Regions from separate parts of the Mus musculus genome. Here region 1 is linked to region 2. The links are chromatin contacts, called in public Hi-C maps. All regions are on one chromosome and are shown on one strand. The core of a region is the stretch at or near the end of the contact, and the rest is flanking DNA. Distances in the headings are between cores, read along the strand shown. Region 1 overlaps Ntf3 (neurotrophin 3). Region 2 overlaps Ano2 (anoctamin 2).

Region 1 (4,324 bases), core at 837-3,336, 75 kb before region 2:
AAGTGCCTGTCTCGCACTCACTTGGATGAACGATTGGTTTTCTCCCTGTGCACATATCGCAGCATTGCTGTGTGAGTGGGTGAGAACAGACTCATAAAATCATCAAACAGACATCTCCTCTGCTTCTGCCTCCTAGATTGTAAAAGTGTTCGAATGAGTGATGGTGACCACAGTGAGCGCAAGGGGAGACACTCGCCAAATGAAAAGAGATGCCAAGCCACGTAAATCGTAGTTATGGCTTCCATGGTCTTCGGGTGGCAGAGGGTATGAGATCTAAGACAACCACAACATCTCAATGCGCCATGTCTCATCCCCAAGGAAGGAGGCTGGCTTTGTGGTAAGGGGTTCTGTGAGGGACTGACTATGCTTGGTACAAGCCAGCTCACCAAGCATACAGGAGGAAGCCTGCCATCTTACCACATTCTCTTCAGCCAAGTCTTCTCCAGGCCAAACCAGGATGGTTTCTTGATCCTAGCCTTTCTTCTGCCACCACGATTAAGGCAGAAATCAAAATGGCCATTGCCAAGCTAGCTGTGGTCTTGGTTTGGAAGAGAAGAGAGGCCTATGTATTGAAGAGAAGCCTTGTGAATTCCCTTAAGCAGCTTCTTTCTTCTTGGGACCTGTGATTCGTCATTTGAGGGGTAGACAAGATGGATACTTTAGCATCGTCTTCATTATTATTCATCTCATTGTTATTCATTGTAATTATAATTCCTTGTAATTATCACAGAGCAACTTCTCAGCAGCCACCCCACTCGTGAAGGCATTCCTTCTCATTACCTAGCACTTGCCCATAACTAGGGGATTAACATTAGCCCAATGCAGACACTAGGCATAGACTTCAAATAAAAATGTCAGTGTGAGAAAGTTATTTTCTGAGGCAAAAGTTAGTCTCCAGTGCCCACTTTCTCTCAGCTTGTTGGTGTGTAGCATCTTTCCTCATATGTGTTTGCCCTTGGAAAATGGAATTACCCCCAGACACAGAAAATCATCTTCTTCCAAATGAACATGGAACAGTAAATTAAATGATTTGAAAAAGCTTGAGCAGTGATGGGAACGTATCTTAGTTTGCGGAGTACTTGCCTAGCTTGCGTGAAGCCTTGAGAATGAAGGCCACCACAACAGGACGTACATAACCCAAGTGTGGTACCACACACCTGTAATCCTGACACTTGAGAGCTGGAGGCAGAGAGCTTATCCTTGGTACTGTGATGGGTTTAACGTTACTCTCTCAGAGAGGGAGAGAGAGAGACAGTGTGGAAGGGAGGAAGGAAGGAAGGAAGGAAGGAAGGAGGGAAGGAATGAAGGAAGGAAGGAAGGGAGGGAGGGAGGGAGGGAGGGAGGGAGGGAGGGAGGGAGGGAGGGAGGGAGGGGAGAAGGAAGGAAGGAAGGGAGGGAGGGAGGGAGGGAGGGAGGGAGGGAGGGAGGGAGGGAGGGAGGGAGGGAGGGAGAGGGAGGCAGAGAGAGAAAGAGAGTAGCTTAATTATAAGTCATCCATCCTTATCAAGGGGGCGGGTACCATATACATGTGTGTGCACAGTCCTGTGACTGCAACAAGTCTGTTCAAAGTGTCAGTAGGAGTGACTGTCTAAACCAGAACCAGACTTCCTAGGCAAGCCCATTGTGACCATGAGCTGAGTGGACTCATTTTCTCTATAATTTCTCTTTAGTCCACCCTCTGACTGTGGAATGAGCGATGTAGAGAATAAAGTAAACTGGAGCTTCCTGGGCCTCCTATGAGCCTACCAGGCATCCTTTAGATCTTCTGCCAAGATGAGGCTAAGCCAGAGTGTTCCTGGCCCGGTGTAAGCACGCTACCTTCCTGTTCAGTGCTACAGTGCACATTGTTTTGACATGTGCCATACCTTCCATCACACACTGCCTGGGGGCCTGAGGAAGGTGCACATTTGACAATGAGGAATTCCCAAGCATCTGTGCACAGAGAACTCCTGGTTTCCCTCCTTCTCCTCCACGTGGTTAGCTTTCCTGGGGGGGTCAGAGACCAACGAATAGTGCAGAGTCCACAAAGGGGTTCTGTTTCTCATGGCCTGTTCCTGGGACAGATCAATTTGGTACTTTGGGAGATGGGTTAGCTTTCTGGGGGGGGGGGTGTCTCTGATTTGTTTTCTTTCAGTCCAGCATGTGACATCTAGCTCCACTTGGCTGTGATCTCTGTTGTCACTGGGAATTGAGCGAATCATGAACCTAGAGGTTCTTGCTTGTCCCATTTCAGACCTTGTACCTTGTTCCCAGAAATAATCAACCCTGCCAACCAGTTTCCAAATCCTGAATTTGAGATGTTGAGGCTTCTTGCGTTGCTTTTGTTTTGTTTGTTCATTTGTTTGTTTAAATCAAAGTCTAGTTACATCCCTCAGGCTGGCCTCAAACCCTTCCTCCCCCTACCTTGGTCTTCAGAGTACTGGGATTGTAGGAGTGAGCCACCATACCCAGCGACTGTAAGGTTTTCCAGGAAGCACCCATGCAGAACCTGATCTTAAAGAACAGGCTAAGAATCCACCTCCCCGGCCCCGGCCAGCCTGCGCTCACTTGCTGATGCTGACCTGCTTAGCTCTCAGGGGTCCCCAGAAGTGTTCCCACCAAATGCAGGCAGAGAGTGTACAGTAATTCTCATTTTGATTGCAGACACACCTCTGGGTTTTCCATGAACATCTAAAGCATCCCTTCGCTTCTTCTTGGGCTAGTCTCTTGGCTCTTTTTCATCACAGCTCTCTTCCTTACCTTCTTCATTTCTCTTGTTAAGTTTTTATTTTTGCATCCCACTGCCATGCTGTGACAACTAAACAACATCAGATATCAGAGTGTGCTACACTAACAGTGAGGGGCACCATTTCATTATAGACAGTGAGGAGTGGCATTTCATTATACCTTCTCTAGGAGATAAATTGTTTTTGAAAGACATATAAGAATGTAAGGTGACCATCCCAAATAATTTCCTACTTTCTCCCCATTGGGTAATCTTATACTTCTTTAAATCAGTAATAATTATACAACCTCACTACTAACAGGCCTTTAAATTATCTGAGTGGTGGGGCAAGGGGTAGGACATTCAACTGTGTTAAGCTGGCAGAGATACATTTCCTTTTTGTAGACTGTAAGGCAGGGAGTGTGAAAGTGACCAGCTCCCTTGAAGAGCTGTGCTGAGAGGGAGTCAGGACAGCACCAGTGAAGAGCAACATGGGAAAGCTGAAGGTACTGTGGAAACTCCCCCAGCCCCATGGATGTGAGTTTATCACTCATCTGCTCTTACACCAGTTTCAAGTTCCCTTCCATCACCTTCTGCAAGCAATGCCCTCCCTTGTCGGCTCTGGATTCGTCTTCCTTCCAGAGAGCTGGCTTGTGTGTTTTGTTTGAATTCAGATGTCCTGTTCCCAGGTTGCCAACCCCCATAGATACTGGGGTCTAAATTGATCACCAGCATCTTCGGGGCCTTCCCTTTGGGTGTCAGCTGTGCATTTGAGTTACTCTGACCCTCTTTCCTCATCCCTGCTTCCAGTTCCTTTGGAAGATTAACAGATAACTTCCTCTGGAGGCTTCATCAGCCTCCCACTCTGGCCAACCTCCCAGCCTTGTCAGAGGTCAGAACATCTTTGTGTGACTCTGTAGATTCGTTCTGAAGCCTCAGGACCTGTGACCAGAACAAAGCCAGGGTGGATCAATCTGCAGTCAAGAGCTGGGGAACAAGCTGAGCTGGCCTTTTATAGGGTCCCTAATTTAGTATTTCCACCACATTCCTTTTCTCTTTGTCACTTAGCTTTAAATCTGTCACTTTGCCAAATCATCATGTTAAGCAAAAGAAGCCAGACCTGGAAAGACAAATATCACATGGCTTCTCTCATATCGAAGAGATCTCCAAGCAGAAGGGCTGACTACTTGGAAATGGACAAGAAAGGGTAGTGAGAGGTGGGGATGCTCAGAATACGTTGTGTTGGTGGATGAGAATGTCATAATGAAACCCATCAACTTGTGCAATGACTGATGGATGCGAGTTCAAAACAAAACAAAACAAAAACAAACAGAAAAAGAACTTTCAATGAATGTTCAACAAGAGTGATTGGCAGACATGAATCAGAAGTCACCTCCTGGGTAGGGAAACTTGACCTCGGCAAGTGCCAGCACAGATGCAGGCTGCTATGGTCTCCAGTGCACTACCACCTTGTGTCCCCACTCCCTTTTCCGTTTCAGACACTTGCTGAATAGCCAGCAACCCTCTGTGTGTGTGTGTGTTGTAAACTGAGCCAAAAAGGAGGAATCAGAAATTGCTCTCTTTTGAGTATTTTGAGGGATGGTGAAACCTTGTTAGGAA
Region 2 (4,632 bases), core at 407-2,906:
CATTGTCTGGTAGAGGCTCCCAGATGACCCATCTGGTGCTATGCAGCAGTTTTTGGATCCCTGGTAGACACTGGCACTAGCAGGTCACCTCAGGGTCCTCTTCAGGCAACAGCTTTGAGGGTAGCCAGGATTTCCAGCTGCACCACTGAAACCAAGGGAAAGCCAGTGCAGCCCAAGCAGAAAGAAGGTTGAATGAATGGCGGGTAGGGTCATAAACAACCACACTTGGTCAACAGACTTTCTCCTTAGTCATGTTTGTGACTTATCTGTACTTATCTGGTGTGAGCTTCCAGTTCCTTCTCAGGCACACAGAGAAAAGGCATGTTTTGTTTTCTGTTACTGACTTTTCACCCCTATTCTGCGATGACTCATGCCCCAGAGAACTCATTTTCTAATCCTGGAAAAATAACAAGGGTTCATAGCAGCACTGTGACCATCTCAGACCCACTCTTTCAATGGAATTACAGGTCCAATGGCAACCCTTAGGGTGGAGAAAGAGTTGGGATGGTATCAGACTACCCAGTAGTAGTAGTAGTAGTAGTAGTAGTAGTAGTAGTAGTAGTAGTGTGTGTGTGTGTGTTTGTCTCTGTCTGCTAAGGAAGGCACAGTAAGAGACTCTGACCAGGGAGAGTCATACGCAGAACATGACACATAGCATATATATAGCCCTGGGCAAAAGAGAAGACTTTTCTGTATGTTTGTCTTTTAATCTTCTCAAAACACTCAAGCAGGTATCCCATATAGCATGCATGGAAGGAAGCTGGTGGACTCAGAATTCAAGTATATGGCCCAGGAGCAATTCAAGGCCAGTAAGAAGCAGAGGAAAGTGAGGATATAAATCTAACAGAATCCAGGCTCTTCCTCATTATCACAGAGCACCTTATCAACAGCTGAAGTTGAAGGTGGGGTCATAAATGGAGGGTCCTTTCCCTTGTCACAAAGAAACTAATGTTGTAAAAGGTCTGTGTATCAGTACAATGGTTTCCAGTTTCCAAGGAATAGGTACAAAGAGGATAGAACATCTGAGGTAGAAGAAAGAGATGTACACACAAAGAAAATGCTGGAGCAATGGAGTCAGCAAGGGAAAGACATGCTGGAGGACAGACACTCATCTTTCTACTAGGGCTTGGCCAGAAGCCAGGCGCTCCCACCTCACTGCCTGGCTCCCCCACTTCCAACAGCTGATCGCAGCTGTCGCAAGCTTGATATGACATCTGGCTGAAAAGCAGAGCTAACTGCATCCCAGCAGAGCACCACAGAGCGCTGAGGTATTCTTTTAGATCATACGTAGCTGAGGATGAGAACATGGAGCGCTACGCTAGTAGAGAAAGGGAAAGAGACCAGGGAGAAGGGGAAAAAGGATTGGTGGGGGAGGGGGGAGAAACAGAGGAGACAGAGACAGATATGGAGACAGAGCAAGGGGGACAGAAAGCATGTGAATCAAATGAATAGGATAGGATGTCATGGGAATGGAGAAAAGCCTTTTTAGATTTGCCTATTTTTCTGCTGTATGCAAAACAGGGTCTGCTCCTTTCCAATGCTAGAGGAGGGTACACCCTGCTGTTGCTTACGTGTGGGGGGGGGGACCTCCATCCCCAGACATAGCCCAGTCCCTTTGCTACACAGAAAGCCCGTCCCTCCCCTTTCCTAGCACTGGCTGTGACAGGACAGCTGCTCACTGAGCTTCCTCACTCTCTGAGAGTCACTGCACACTGCCCCCCCCCTCCAGCCTGAAAAGAATCCATAAATAATCAAATTCAGCTTCCAACTCGGCTACTAACTTACCACAGTTTTTAGGACTCTTGCTCTGCCCTCCCCTGGTGTCCAAAACATGTTTTGAATCTAACAGGCGCATTCGTCTGATGGAGGGTCTAGGGTGGTGGGAGGGGAGGGGCTTGGCAGAGATCTGTCCAGAGCGATCAACCTGAGAACAGCTCTCTGCAGAGAAGGGAAGGGTGGCTACATGGAGGGAAAGCCATACCCCAGAAATTAGTGGGAAGGGACTTGACACAGTTTACATCTGTCCACATTCCTTCCTAAAGTAACTCTCTGACCTACAGCAATAACAACTTACTTTACACTAATGAGTAGACATATCTATTACTGAAATGAATACAATACAGAATATAAATGTTACTGTATATGATGAGTTGATACATTGCTCTAGCCTACCCTCCATTCCATTCTAGTCTGTCCTGTCCTTCCAAAGGCTGTTTGTGACCCACTGAAGCGATTTCACAATCCACTAATGAACCATGAGTCATCTTTTGAAGAGCGCGGATTCCAGTAAGCTTGTGCCACTGGGTACATAATTGGTTGTTTACATGCCAATGTAAGTTCGGGTTACATAATATTTATTTTTTTCCTCTGAAATGTGATCCTAAGAAGTCAGGCTTATCAACTGTTTTCTCTAACCAGCTAGAAGACACTTGCTAAACAAAGAGACAATTAGCTTTAAGAATAGACAGGTGGCTAATAGGCTTCATTGTTGGAACCACTGTGGTAATTATCTGGGGTGCTTGTTTTCTAAGTCCAGAGCTGAGGGAAATGTGTGTTCTGGAGATAGCAAGTGACTGTTTGAAGCTACATCCAGCACTTGGGTCCCAGGTCCTTCCTGACGCTTCTCTAAGGGCCCAGGTGTTAAAGTCTTGGTGCCCTGTCACTCTGTTGGAAGATGGTGGAAGCCTAAAGTGGTGGGGACTCACTGGAAGTCCTTTGGTCAACTGGGGTATGAAAGGTCAGGAAACCCTTGCTCCTTCTCCTCTTTCTCTCTCGCTTCCTCTACCGCATGCTCCTTCCATGATGTTTCCGTGCCACAGGCCCAAAGAAACATCAAGTGCCAATATAAATACTTTCTCTTTATAAATTATAAATTGTTCATTGCAGGTATTTGTTACATCAACGAAAAGATGACTAACACAGTCATCGCCCACATGGCTCCGTGTTCTGAGACCTACTGTTCTCAGCTGCATTAGCCTGAGCCTTCCTTCCCAGTGTGGCTATGTCCCAACTCAAAGAATTCAGCACAGAACTCTGAAGCCTGGTCCTTCAGAGGAAACCACCCAATACAGGCTGAGAGTCCCTTATCTGAACACTCGGTGCTAGAAGGATTACAGATTTCAGAACTTCTTCCTATTTTGGAATACTTGCTTATATTTAAGGCATCTAGGGGATGGGCCTGAAGCAAAAATGTGAAATTCATTGACGGTTCAAATATTCCTTTCACACATAAACATAAGATAGTTTTATACACTACATTTAAACCACTGCATTCATGTAACGATGTTTTGTAGTGTTTAATTTTCCACTTGTGATGCAGTATGAACACGAAGCCTTTCAGACTTCTTTGAGCCTCATGTTTTGGATTTGTGGGTTACAAATGCAGACCTACAGTAACTATTCTTCGCTTTGCTAAAGGTGACTTATAACTTTGGTCAGGGCACACAGACAAACCTTCCCAGTCCTCCTGGCTTCCAGAGAAGGTTTCAGAACACTTAAATTCCAGGCCCATGATGCCGATGCCCACCAGAGGTGCCAGGTACTGGCAGCCACAGGGGCCTGCTCTAGGTAAATGGCACAAGACAGGAGAGACTCTGACTGGTGGAGGACACCCTGAGGCCTGGGAAGTACAGTTTTTCTCTAGTCCATCCCCATCCTGCCATATGACCCCAACACCTGACAGTCTTCCCTGGGCAGCCTCAGTTTCCCAGCAAGTCCATGCCGGCCCCAAAAGGACATGAAATTTTAACGTCAGGCATATCAGTTGGAGAAACTCACCCCTCCTCCGTTTCTGCTTTATTGTCCTTGAGCTTTAATGTTATTTTTGAAGAGTTGCTTCTGAGTCTTCCAAGACAGACAGACTTTCACTCATGAGACAACTAGGTCATCTAAACAGGTCACATGGCATTAGGGTGCCTCTGCCTTCTACATGAGTCAGGTACATCATGTCTCTAAACCTCAGCAATCTAAATCAGAAAAAGCAACCAGTACACCATGTATGTACCTGCCCTCCAGCCCCAGCATAAAAAACATGTGTACAGGTGTGCATGTACACTCAGTGTTAAAAGAAGATACAGTGAGAATTTAATGAAATAACATAGGTTAATGTGATTTCTAGAAGCTTCCACACCCAAAGCGGGGCACAGTGGTATCTCCTGGGAGATAAAGTCTGGGGTGGGACTATGAAGGGGGCCTTTTCATTTCATACACAGATATATGTACACAGAATTATTTTTATAAAAAAAGAGGTTTTTAAATTTTTCTGCAGTGCTAGGAATGGTACCCAAGGCCTCTGTGAATGCCAGGCAGGTTCTCTGACACTGAATTACACTCTTAACAATAGAGGCACACAATTTTAAAAGATCTAAGTGCCAGCGATAATCAGTTGACTCTGATGTGTTTTATACTGAGATTTCAAGAGCAGAATTACAGTGTTAACTGGGGCAGATCTCCGTGTAACAGTTGAAACTGATTTTTTGAAAAGTCAACATTTTATTAAATGTTTAAAATTATGTTGATACTATTTTGTGAAAAATTGCATGGATGGAGTTAAATTTGGAAGTTACCTAAAGAAATGAGGTTTCTTTTTTTTTTTTTTTTTTCCATTTTTTATTAGGTATTTAACTCATTTAC

The links. A called contact is a pair of places that touch in the nucleus more often than the background predicts.
Region 1: a Hi-C map of liver shows a contact between it and region 2, with 5 times the contacts expected there. The contact joins two enhancer-like sites. A contact is called at or near these places in 15 of 484 Hi-C or Micro-C datasets (brown adipocytes, liver, muscle stem cells and 3 more) and 1 of 115 datasets of contacts at active chromatin or transcription factors (heart atrium).

Annotation. Positions count from the first base shown.
Region 1 is chr6:126,106,868-126,111,191 of GRCm38.p6, reverse strand. All of the region lies in intron 1 of Ntf3 (neurotrophin 3), which reads left to right. Among named protein-coding and RNA genes, the nearest start is that of Ntf3, 56 kb to the left of the region's middle. Within about 2 kb of position 2,086, at least 4 of the 459 cell types and tissues checked have an H3K27ac peak or open chromatin away from gene starts, as enhancers often do. A contact at or near this core is called in liver, where this site is marked.
Region 2 is chr6:126,031,520-126,036,151 of GRCm38.p6, reverse strand. The region is part of intron 23 of Ano2 (anoctamin 2); the gene reads right to left. Among named protein-coding and RNA genes, the nearest start is that of Ntf3, 130 kb to the left of the region's middle. Within about 2 kb of position 1,656, at least 53 of the 459 cell types and tissues checked have an H3K27ac peak or open chromatin away from gene starts, as enhancers often do. A contact at or near this core is called in liver, where this site is marked.